Regions from separate parts of the Mus musculus genome. Here region 1 is linked to region 2. The links are chromatin contacts, called in public HiChIP or PLAC-seq maps. All regions are on one chromosome and are shown on one strand. Each heading gives the region's core, a stretch centred on a gene start, on an enhancer-like site or on the middle of the called end of the contact. The rest is flanking DNA. Distances are from core to core; before and after follow the strand shown. Region 1 holds the start of Sytl2 (synaptotagmin-like 2). Region 2 has its middle 24 kb from the start of Eed.

Region 1 (5,543 bases), core at 1,756-4,255, 300 kb before region 2:
TGTCAATACAAGTGGTCAGAGGGGCTTAGGAGAGGAGAGGACTGCTCTTCCACAGGACCCAGATTAGAGTCCCAGAACCTCTATGTCAGTACACAACCATCTGCAACTCCAATTCCAGGAGATGTGACGCCATCTTCTGAATTCCAAGGGCACCAGGTACCCATGTGGTACATGCAAAACACTCACATACATTAAATTAATTACAAGAGGGGAGAGAGAGGGAGAGAAGGGACAGAGAGAGAGAGAGAGAGAGAGAGAGAGAGAGAGAGAGAGAGAGAGAGAGAAAGAGAGAGAGAGCATTAAGTGTGCTCCTCTTCCAGCAGACTCTGGTTTGGCTCCCAGTACCCACATGGTGGCTCTCAACATTCTGTAATTTCAGTTCCAGTTGGTCCGACCCCTCTCCTGGCGCCTATGACCACTTCACGCATGCAGTGTACAGATATACAGGTTAGCAAAATACCCACCCATAAAATAACTTAAAAGTAAGAGGGGGCTGGAGAGATAGCTCAGTGGTTAAGAGCACTGACTGGTTTTCCAGCGGTCCTGAGTGCGATGCCCAGCAACCATATGGTCTGTACTGGGATCTGATGCCCTCTTCTGGTGTGTCTGAAGACAGCTACAGTATACTCATTAAATAAATTAAATAAATGTTAAATAAATTAATCTTTTAAAAAGTAGAGTAAGAAATCTTCTTTTAACCTTTATTTTAAAAAGGAAATAGACTATGGTAGTTGGAACTTAATACCTTGAAGGCATTCTCATGCAGAAGAAACTGAGGTTCCAAAGCCTTCTCCTCTGCCACACACTCCACTATCATGAGCTGCCTTGCCACAGGCCTAGAAGCAACAGAGGGCACTGAACGTGGGCTGAAACCACAAGCCAAACAAACCCTTGTCACTGGCTGATCGTCCTAGGTGTTTTGTCAGAGTGACAAAAATCTGACTATCATCATCATCTCCAATTTACAGATGGGAAAAGAAATTGGCTCAGGGTAGCTACTGCTGGCTTGGAGTTTAGGGGCCCAGGCTACCCCCACCCCCCACTGCTTCACTGTCCATCGGGCAGCAGACCACTGTGCACAAGGTGCTAATTCATTCATTCATTCCACAAATGTTTATTGAGTAAAGCCTGGAACGAACCTCTGGAGGGACAGAGCGATCATTCACAAGCCAACGGTCAGGTCTAACGGATCAGATTCAGACAATCAATCTTTCATTAGACCCCAAACCATTTCTAGCATAAAGCAAACAGAACTCCTGCCCCACCCAAGCAGTAACAGCTGAGTGGATCAGGCAGGCTTTCTGGAGCAGAGCTGCTGAGAGAGAGGCAATGTCAGTCACTGGTTTCCCCAGAATGATGGACATTCCTGACCATACATGCCGATAGAACCTCTGAGATGCTTTAACAGTGCCTGGCACTTAGTGGGAGCTCAATATGCTTGCTTGCTTGCTTGCTTGCTTGCTTGCTTGCTTGCTTGCTTGCTTGCTTGCCTGCCTGCCTGCTTGCTTGCTTGCTTGCTTGTTGCTTGCTTGCTTGCTTGCTTTTTACCTGCCCTGGCTTGTCTTTACCAAAGAGCACAAAATAGAAAGGTTTTAGAATTAGAAACTACGTGTGTTAGAATAGGAGGACCAATCTTTCTGAGCCTCGGCATCTCAATTATAAAAAGAAGTATAGTGTACCAACCTTGTGAGGCTTTGTGAGAATTTAGAAACACATTACATAGAGAACAGCGTCTGGTCCATAATAAATGTCTGTAAAAGAGAGATCAGCATCGCCCCTCCTCCCTCACTGAACCTCTCTTCTCCTTCCTGGACACTTTTAGTGGGTCCAAGAGTCTGATTTCAAATGTATGCCACTCCAAGAATGATGAAGGGCAGAGATGAAAGAAGTTGTTTGAGGGCCGGGTGCTAAAAAGCTCCAGTAACTGATTGAAGACCTCAGCCACTTTAAGCTAGCTTGCTTTGTCCTGGCTTCTCCATCTTGCAGACAGCAGGACCAGCATTCTAGCCAGAAAGGGTTGTCAGGAAGAGAGAAAGCTGGACAGCAATTTGGACCCCGCCGACCCTCCAGTTGTGTATCTGAACTGCCCCCTCTCCCCCACCCAGGCTTCCTCTGCACACTGCTATTAGACTGTAGGGTCAGAAAGCTGTGATTCAAAGCGTGTGTTTAGGCTCCCTCTCAACCCAGAGCCCACGTCCTGGAAGCTGCTGGTCACATACCAGCCCTTAGTAAAAAATGAGAACTTTTCAACGATGCAGGAAATGGAGCCCCTCATAGCCAAAGACGACTTATAAAGGGAGGAAAGGGGAGGAGGCACTGTGAGCGCAGAGACCCACTTCCTACCCCACTTCCTACCGCACTTCCTACGGCTGCTGGATGGGTCTTACACCCTGAAACACGCGGTTTTGCAGTTTGAAGCTGGCAAATCCCACCCATGTGACTTAACTCTATAGGATAAGAGGTCTGGTTGGGTGTAGAGGAAACTGTCCCAAAACAAATGTGTTAATTTTCAAACTAGAGTTCGCGGGGGGGGGGGGGTGCTTAGCTGGGTTCCTTCGCTGCACCTCTGCTGTTCCTCACCTGAGCACCCTGCGGGCGATTGCTCCGCAGCCAGGTCCCGCCAGTCTCCAGCCCCAGGTCTGGGGTCAAGCCTTCAAAGTACCACCCCCAATTCCGTCGCAACTGCCTACCTGGTGTCCCTAGCTTCGCGGACACACGGCGGCGAGGGCAGCAGAAGGAACTCCTAACTAAAGGAGAAACTGAGGGATGAAGCTTGTTGGTTGCCGCCCCGGTGGTTCACGTTGTAGCAGCCAGGATAGCAAGGACAACAAAAAAATCTCTCTCTACACCAACTCCTCCAGCTACTCCAAGACCCAGAGCAGGACCAGAAAGCAGTCCCAGCGACACCGCCAGTAGACAGAAAAGTCACACCCAGAGCGCGCGCCGAGTCTCCGCCGCAGCCCCGGCTGCCCGCTCTACCTCCTCCGGGCTGCCAACCTCTCTCTGCCGCCCAGCGCTCGCAGCCGGCTGCGCCACCCAGGTGTCGCCGCTGTTCGGGGCGGGCGGAGGGGAGGGCAGCGCGGGACCTTCCAGGGAGCACAGGGCTCGCCCCGCCCGCCCGCGCCTGCGGGGCCGCCTCCTGTGCTCTGGTCCCTGCGCTTGGCTTCTCTCCCTTCCAGGCCTCCTTCTCTACTTGTCAGTGAAGCAATCGAGTTTTTATCCAAAAGAACGGAAACGGCACTTTTTTTTTTTTTACGTCCCTATGCAAGAGGGTCGAGGATACCTTCCATCTGAAACGTAGGGACGGTCACCACCATGCGGGGAGAAGAGGTGCCTGTAATCTAGCAAAATGTTCTAACCCCTCCGGCCATCAGTTTCTTTCTCTCTTTCTTTCTTTCTTTCTTTCTTAATTTAAGTTTTATTGCATTATGACGAGAAAAGATACATAATTTCAATTTATCTGAATTTGTTAACACTTAAAAACATATTTTGAATAAATAGACTTACATCACATTCTTCTTTCCCTTTTGTACCCCAACTTCTCCCAGAGACGGCCCCCACTTCAAAACCTGCAATACCTTTTTTTTATCATATTCTCTTTTTTCCTTTTTTATTAAATATTTTCTTTATTTACATTTCAAATGTTATCCCCTTTCCTAGTTTCCCCTCTGAAAACTCCCTATCCTTTCTCCCCTCCCCCTGCTCCCCAAACCATCCACTCCCACTTCCTGGCCCTGGCATCCCCCTATACTGGAGCATAGAACCTTCACAGGACACCTCACACCAGTCAGGATGGCTAAGATAAAAAACTCAGGTGACAGCAGACGCTGGCAAGGATGTGGAGAAAGAGGAACACTCCTGCGTTGTTGGTGGGATTGCAAGCTGATACAACCACTCTGGAAATCAGTTTGGTGGTTCCTCAGAAAATTGAACATAGTACTACTGGAAGATCCAGCAATACCACTCCTGGGCATATACCCAGAAGATGCTCCAACTTGTAATAAGGACATATGCTCCACTATGTTCATAGCACCCTTATTTATAATAGGCAGAAACTGGAAAGAATCCAGATGTCCCTCAACAGAGTAATGGTTACAGAAATTGTGGCAAATTTACACAATGGAGTACTATGCAGCTATTAAAAACAATGAATTTATGAAATTCTTAGACAAATAGATGGATCTGGAGGATATTCATCCTAAGTGAGGGAACCCAATCACAAAAGAACTCATATAATATGCACTCACTGATAAGTGGATTTTAGCCCAGAAGCTCAGAATGCCCAAGACACAATTTGCATCCGTTTCTTTATACAGATAGCTAGGATTAAATAATGTGATACTTTAAAAGTAGCCGTGGGAGAGAGGGGCCGGGGGAGGTGGGCAGAAGGATTACCTTGAGTTTGAAGCCAGCCTCTGCTAGAGAATGAGTCACAATACAGAGAAAGGAGAGAGGCAGACAGAGACAGAGAAAGAAGAGAAGAAGCATATTAAAAGTATTTACTAATACAGAGCCAATGAGAAGCCTCAGGGTAAAACACTTTCAGCACAATCAGGAAATCCTGAGATTCCTCATTCTGCCATGGAAGGAGAAAAATCGATTTTCTCTCTCTCTCTGTCTGTCTGTCTGTCTCTCTCTCTCTCTTGTGTGTGTATGTATGCATGTATGCATGTTATGTATGTATGTATGCATGTATCTGTGTATGTATGCATGTATGTATATGTGTATGTATGTATATGTGTATGTATGTTTGTATGTGTGTACGTATGTATAATAGAATAGAGTTGTACCTGGGTAAACAGTGAATGCACTGTATAGGTCCTGGGCTTCCAGAGTGAAAAGAGGACGGGTCCCAAAGCTCTGGCCAAGGCAGGTACACCTTTAAAGGCAAAGGTATATCGTGTCCCATTTTTACGGGTCAGAAAATAGAGCTAGCCCAAGCAAACTTCTGAACTTTAAGGCCTTCTCCCCCCTCTTCACGCCCAGACTTAGTGTTGTCCGTACCACTGAGGCTGGATAGCGTCTGCCTTTGGTTCTTCAACGATTCTTCTCCCAGACTAACGAAGATGTTGGTAGGCAACAGCCTCATTCTGTCAGCAAGTCACAGCTCCACACAATCTGTGCGTGGAGTTCCCTTAACCTTTTGGAGATCTGCACTCAGGTAAAACTGGATCCTTGGCTTAGGGGCAGGAAAGAATTTCAGGACGAAGCACAGCAGAAGTTTATTAAAGGTAGAAATGCACACAAAGAGTAAAGCACACCTGACCCGTGGGCTTCTCAAAAAAGTCTGGGTTAAGCCTTAATGATTCTATAAGATGGTGGGAGCTTTTGAAATTTCACTGACAGGTTTCCAAAGGACCCTCCCCTGCTCTGTCCTTATTCTCCTTCCATTCGTCAGGTCAGGTGTGACTCTGGAAGTGCCATGGTAAAGGTTGCAATCTGGTGAAGCCAGGAGCCACTAGGGGTTTGCAAGGGGTTTCTGGAAAGAGGCCCAGAAAACTTCAGGCTCACAGTTGGAAGGAGAGAATCGCCTGAAGAGGTGC
Region 2 (5,806 bases), core at 2,022-4,521:
AACCCCAGCTCACTCATCTCTTATCTAAGATATCGATCTTACACCCGGGTTGTCTTCGGTGGGTAGAGAGGGCTGAAGTAAGTGTCCCCACCTACATCTCACATTTCACACGGAAGTTTTACAGAGGTTTCAGTCCTCTGTAAGGCCTGCCCTATCTTGCTCAAATTAGTCAGAACCATTATTATGCAGGAATTCTCTCTCAAACAATGAGTAACAGAGCTCAACCGTCCTCTAAGGCAGGCTGAAGAGATGCTCCCTGCCTAAGTCTGTTCAAAGAAATTCTTTAAAGAACTTAGAAAATTGTCGCAATAAAGGTTTTTAAGGAGGAAGGCTATGAAAGCCCAGAGCAAGATTAGTGGATTTGGGAAAGTAGCAGCTGCAGCCCGCTGGTTCAGGACCCCTCTGCCTACAGTAGGTCAGGCATCTGGAGGTTTGTTTAACAGACTCTTTCTATAAAATCCTAAGAGGTACTCATCTGAAAAAAGTATCTCTTCCCCTCTCACATTCTTGATACTAGCACATGAAGCTAGCCTTGCTTACCTCTTGCTAAGACACTTAAAATAGAAACAGATTAGGCAGAACTGGTATTGTAGGCCTTCTATTCCAGCTGCTTAGGAGTTTGGGACTTTCGGTTCACAAGTTCAAGGCCTGCCTGCACTACAGAGTGAGTTCAAGCACAGCCTGCACAACTTAGTAAAACTCTGTCTCAACATAAAATGTAATAAGAGAGCTGGGGATATAGACTTTGATGGGAAAGCCCTTGACTAGTGTATGTAAGGCCTAAGGTTCAATTCCCAATACATTTAGAAATATACAGTATCATTAAAGAGCTCATGGGGTTAGAGAGAGGGCCCAGTGGTTAGGAGCACTTCCTATACAATCTTAATGACTAGAGTTTTGGTTCCTAGGACCCACATAATAAGTGTCCCATGAATTCCAACCCCAGCTCCAACAGAGGTAGAAACAGGAGGCTCACCATTGGCTTCCGGCCACACCAATAAAATGTGAGTCTCAAGATCAGGGAGATATCTTGTCTCCAAGAAATAGGCAGAGAGTGATAGATTAAGTCCTGCCCTCTTCTGTCCTCTGCACTCATGCACAGGCTCACATACCTCCACAAACATGTGTGCCACACACACGTGGACATACAGTCACACACACACATGCACAAATATACAAATGTTTAAAAAATGTTAATGAGTTTGATTGGTAGACTACATGAGTAACTGGGTTAAATTAACAGATGGATCATGAAGGCTCACAATGCCCTATGCCACTCAAGCTCTGATTTTTCAGATGTCCTTTACTTTGCTCATCGTTGTTGGTGATATCAGTAATCTTTCTGGTGGCTCACCTGTGACAGCCTTCCACCAGCCTCCTCTGGTCCATTGTGCCTCTGGCTCTTACCTTGGATCCTAGTTCTGGATACTTTCGCTCTTCTCTTTTCTCTCTTTGCTTTCTCTTCCTTTTCTTTGAGACAGAGTCTCACTATGTATCTTGGTTGGCCAGAAACTCACTCTGGAGACCAGGCTGGCCTTTAATTCAGAGATCCGTCTGCTTCCATTTCCCCATTGTTGGGACTGAAGGCAAGTGCCACACCCTGGCCACCAGATATCATTTATAATTGCACTGTCCTAGATATTCTCAGTCTAAGCAGACTGAAACATTGGAAACCCACAGCCTATGTACAGAACACTCAAACCTCAATGTGATTTATGTTTTTTAACTCCCAATCTGATATAACACTAGCTATGCTGTTATCTTCAAGAAATGCAATCAACTTTTGGGTTGATCCTCTTTGAAGATTCTCCTTGCTTCCTTTCTACTATGAACTTAATACTATGAGAGAATGCTACCCTCACTGTCCAAGATAGCAGCTGCAGTTGAATAATGACCATGAAAAGATTTCCTGGAAGCTTCAAATGTTGTCTTATTTGATAGATTTTTAAAAAAAGTGTGTGTGTTGGGGGGATTTTCAGATACAATAAATTTAAAGATCTTAGGTTGGGGAGAGACTCTATTACCTGGGTAGACCCTAAATGCTTCCTAAGTGTCCTCAAAAGAAAGATGCGAAGGAGATTTGGTATACTAAGAGCTACTGTGCTCTGCACGTTCCCAACCAGTTCTCCCATTAATTAGTCAATACTTCTGAAAGCTTCATTACGGGATGGTATTTATAAAAAATACCCAGAAAACATTGAAAACTGCCAAAACATTTTCCAAGATACCAAAAGGTTAAACATACCGATTTCTCTATATCCTTAGCCAAAGACACAGACGTTGAATTCGTTTGGATCATTGGAGAATGCTTAGGTGACACTGAGTCAGGAGCCAGGAGGCTGATGGAATGAAAAAAAGAGAAAGTGTCAAAGGTTGTCATCCTTGATGCACAAATAGCAAAGGCTTAAGACCTGGCAGACCTTAAGGGTTGGAGCTTTTTTAGACTGTGAGGTCAAAGTCCTGAGGAAGGATTCAGTAGCTTAAGTAAGGTAGGATAAAGGATATCTAGTGGTTGATAAGTCATGGAAACAAAGAGTGAGGAGTAATCTCTAAGACCTTGAGTTGGCCTAGGATATGTGAATTTAGGATACAGAAGGAAGGAAGAAGAAAGACATACTTCCCAGGCAGGAAGAAAGGCGTTAATACTACTTAAGTCGATATGCTTGTGCTTATTTATGGAGTATAGTGTTGTATGGTATTGTATTGTATTGTATTGTATTGTATTGTATTGTATTGTATTGTATTATAATTCAAGACACTTACCTACTTTACAATAATAAAATTGAGATAATTAGTGTATGTCCTCAAAAATCACTTCCATGTGTTAGAAACTTTCAGACTCTAATCATTTTAAGTGTATGCTCCTCCTCCCTTCCTGCCTTCTAATTTACTCCTATTCTACCATCTATTCTAAGAGACCAGTTGCTTTTTAGCTCCCACAGATGGGCTAGAGTATGCAGCACTCGAGTGTCTTTCTGTGCTTGTTAATGTGATGAAAGGCTGTGCTGCAGCTTTGTGTTAAAAACCTTGCCTGGCTGTACAAGGTCCTGAGTTAGATCCACAGAACTGAATGGTAGTGGAGGAGCAATGGTATCTATGAGGACCAGTGATGAGGATTTTGAATCAAGCTAGCCAGATCAAGCAGTCGGGGTGGTGGAGTGACAAAAAAAAAAGTATTTTTTTTTTTTGTCTTCTCATAAGGTAGGATGAATTAGAGAAATGAAAGCAATATAAGAAGCTGCTAAATTTGTGGTAAAGGTGTTGGTAATAGAGTGTCAAAACGGCCATAAAGTTATTCGTAAAGCCAAAAGCCTGTATTCTCAAACCCTTCTTCTCAAGCTGGGTATGGTGGTGGCATGCCTTTGATCCCATGAGAGGAGGCAGAGGCAGAGGCAGAGGCAGAGGCAGAGGCAGAGGCAGAGGCAGAGGCAGAGGCAGAGGCAGAGGCAGAGGCAGAGGCAGAGGCAGAGGCAGAGGCAGAGGCAGAGGCAGAGGCAGAGGCAGAGGCAGAGGCAGAGGAGGCAGAGGCAGAGGCAGAGGCAGAGGCAGAGGCAGAGGCAGAGGCAGAGGCAGAGGCAGAGGCAGAGGCAGAGGCAGAGGCAGAGGCAGAGGCAGAGGCAGATCTCTATGAGTTTCAGGCCACCAGAGGCTACATAAGAGCCTGTTTTATATAACAACAAACAAAGCAAAGCCTGTTCCTCAGGCCTTTCCTGCCTATGTATACACGGGGTTCCCTGGGTGTGGTTCTGTTACCTCTCTACAGCCCACCGCAAGACAAATCTTCCTTCTGCTTATTAGGAGGCCACCACTGTCCTGACCAAAACCCTGTAAGCAGTTAATACAGCCCTCCAGACAACAGTGATGACTCAAGCCCCTCTTTTCTGTCCAGAACTGAGTGCTTGCTTTCTGGGTATGCAAGAGGTCATATATTGCAAACTAGTCTCAGTTACAGGGGTACACAATCCTCAGTTTAGAAATAAAAGCCACAGTAACCTGTTGTTATGTTTTCTTAGGAGGTGTGAACACAGGAGAAGAAGCTATGGATGCCCCAATTTGGTTTATGTAGACTTTCTTCCAGTCTGCAATAGGTGTCCAGGTAACATGTTCTAAGGATCCAGATATTTTTATTAAGAGATTATTTCTTGTGACGTCAGGAAAACTGACTCATGGAGTAGAAAAAAATGACCACATTTATCTTACTTAAAATTAAAAGATAAATCTTATAGAATTAAATTTACTTTCAATATATCTTAACCTCGCAATCAACTGAATCAACACTCCTTTAAGTTTACCGAAAATGAGTTGGAAATTAATGTCTCCTCCAGATCCTGCCTACAGACATTTACAGTATTTTATTCATAATTGGAAACTACCAAGATGCCCTTCAGGAGAATGAATAATTAAAGTGTGCTACAGTCAGACAATAGCACATTATTACTCAATAGAAGGAAATGATTGAAAGCAGGAAATGAGTAAGAACAAAGTGTGTATGTATGTATGTATGTATGTATGTATGTACGTCCGTTGATGCCCATCATATTGTCTGCTTATTTTGTCTTTCCATTACTATAATAAATGCCCAAGAATGACTTGGGGAGAAAAAAAATGGATTTATTTAGCTTATACTTCTCTTATATTTCTGGTTGTGAGTCTAGCCTTTAACGGCTGAGCCATCTCTCCAGCCCTAACTTATCAATCATGGCTGATCACTGAGAAAAGTCAGGGCAGAAACTCAAAGCAGGGGTCTGGATACAGGAAGTGAAGCAGAGGCCACAAGGGAGTATTGATTATTGACTTGCTCTCTACTGTTTGCTCAGCCTGCTGTCTTATTCAACCACTAGTTTAGGGGTGACTCCACCCACAGTGGCCTGGGCCTTCCCACATCAATTATTAATCAAGAAAATGCCACAAACTTGCTTTCAGGCCCGTCTGATGGGGGCTTCTTAATTGAGATTCTCTCCTTCCAGATGACCTGCACTGGTGTCAAACTGACAAAACAAACAAACAAACAAACAACAAAAACCAACCAATCAACACATATGCTAACTTAAAACATTAACTAAAAGCAAGAACATGTTTTTCAAAAGTAGATGAGGCTGGATGTATTGGTGTGCAGCTATCCTGAAGCAAATGCTGGCCCAAACACAAATGCTTCCTAGTTTTTCCCTCTGCTCTGCCAGGATTCAGCAGACCTGTGGTCTTTGGGAAGGACAGTCATTGAGGATCCCGATACAAGAAGACCAGCAGACAGACCACCATGTCTGCCTGGGGGCACCTCATTTGTGACCATTCCTTCTTTAGCTCAGGATCACCCATCTGCTGACAATATCCCATGATCATTGCGCCCTCACTGCAGTTCTTTGGCTCCCTGTTTTTCTTATTTCCTTTGAAGTCTAGCTGGATTGCAGAGTTAAGTTTGTAGTTATGGATAAAAACTAAGTTAAAAAAACAAAACAAAACAAAACAAGCCAATTCGAGAGGGCCCTATGAATCCAACTGCAAAACCCTTTTGAAAGGCAAGCAGAATGAAGACAGTAAACAGATCAGTGAATGTCATTGTTGAGAGGAAAGCGGCATGGGTATATGGAGCACAGAACAAGTTCAGAGTAGTTCAACTACTGTGAATGATGCTGTGTGGGTATGCGTTACTGGAGATTTCTCAAACCTCAGAGAACACATAATTAAAAAAATAATGGATTGAAGTGTGAAAATGAAATTTTAATCCATAATAATATAGCAATATTGACTTATCAACTGTAAGAGGATAAGTCATATTGACTTATCAAGAGTAAGAGGAGTCTGGTGG

Evidence for each region. HiChIP or PLAC-seq counts read pairs in DNA pulled down with a chosen protein or histone mark.
Region 1: a BATF HiChIP or PLAC-seq map of CD8 T cells shows a contact between it and region 2, with 6 read pairs. The contact joins the promoter of Sytl2 here to the enhancer-like site in region 2. A contact is called at or near these places in 1 of 484 Hi-C or Micro-C datasets (bone marrow-derived macrophages), 8 of 115 datasets of contacts at active chromatin or transcription factors (CD8 T cells, bone marrow-derived dendritic cells, effector CD8 T cells and 5 more) and 3 of 9 other capture datasets (adipose tissue, liver and pancreatic islet).

The regions. Positions count from the first base shown.
Region 1 is chr7:90,299,891-90,305,433 of GRCm38.p6, reverse strand. It overlaps Sytl2 (synaptotagmin-like 2), which reads right to left and starts at 3,005. Exons shown (of 20, transcript NM_001368878.1): 1 at 2,691-3,005.
Region 2 is chr7:90,001,601-90,007,406 of GRCm38.p6, reverse strand. No RefSeq gene overlaps it. Among named protein-coding and RNA genes, the nearest start is that of Eed, 24 kb to the right of the region's middle. Within about 2 kb of position 3,271, at least 8 of the 459 cell types and tissues checked have an H3K27ac peak or open chromatin away from gene starts, as enhancers often do. A contact at or near this core is called in CD8 T cells, effector CD8 T cells and memory CD8 T cells, where this site is marked.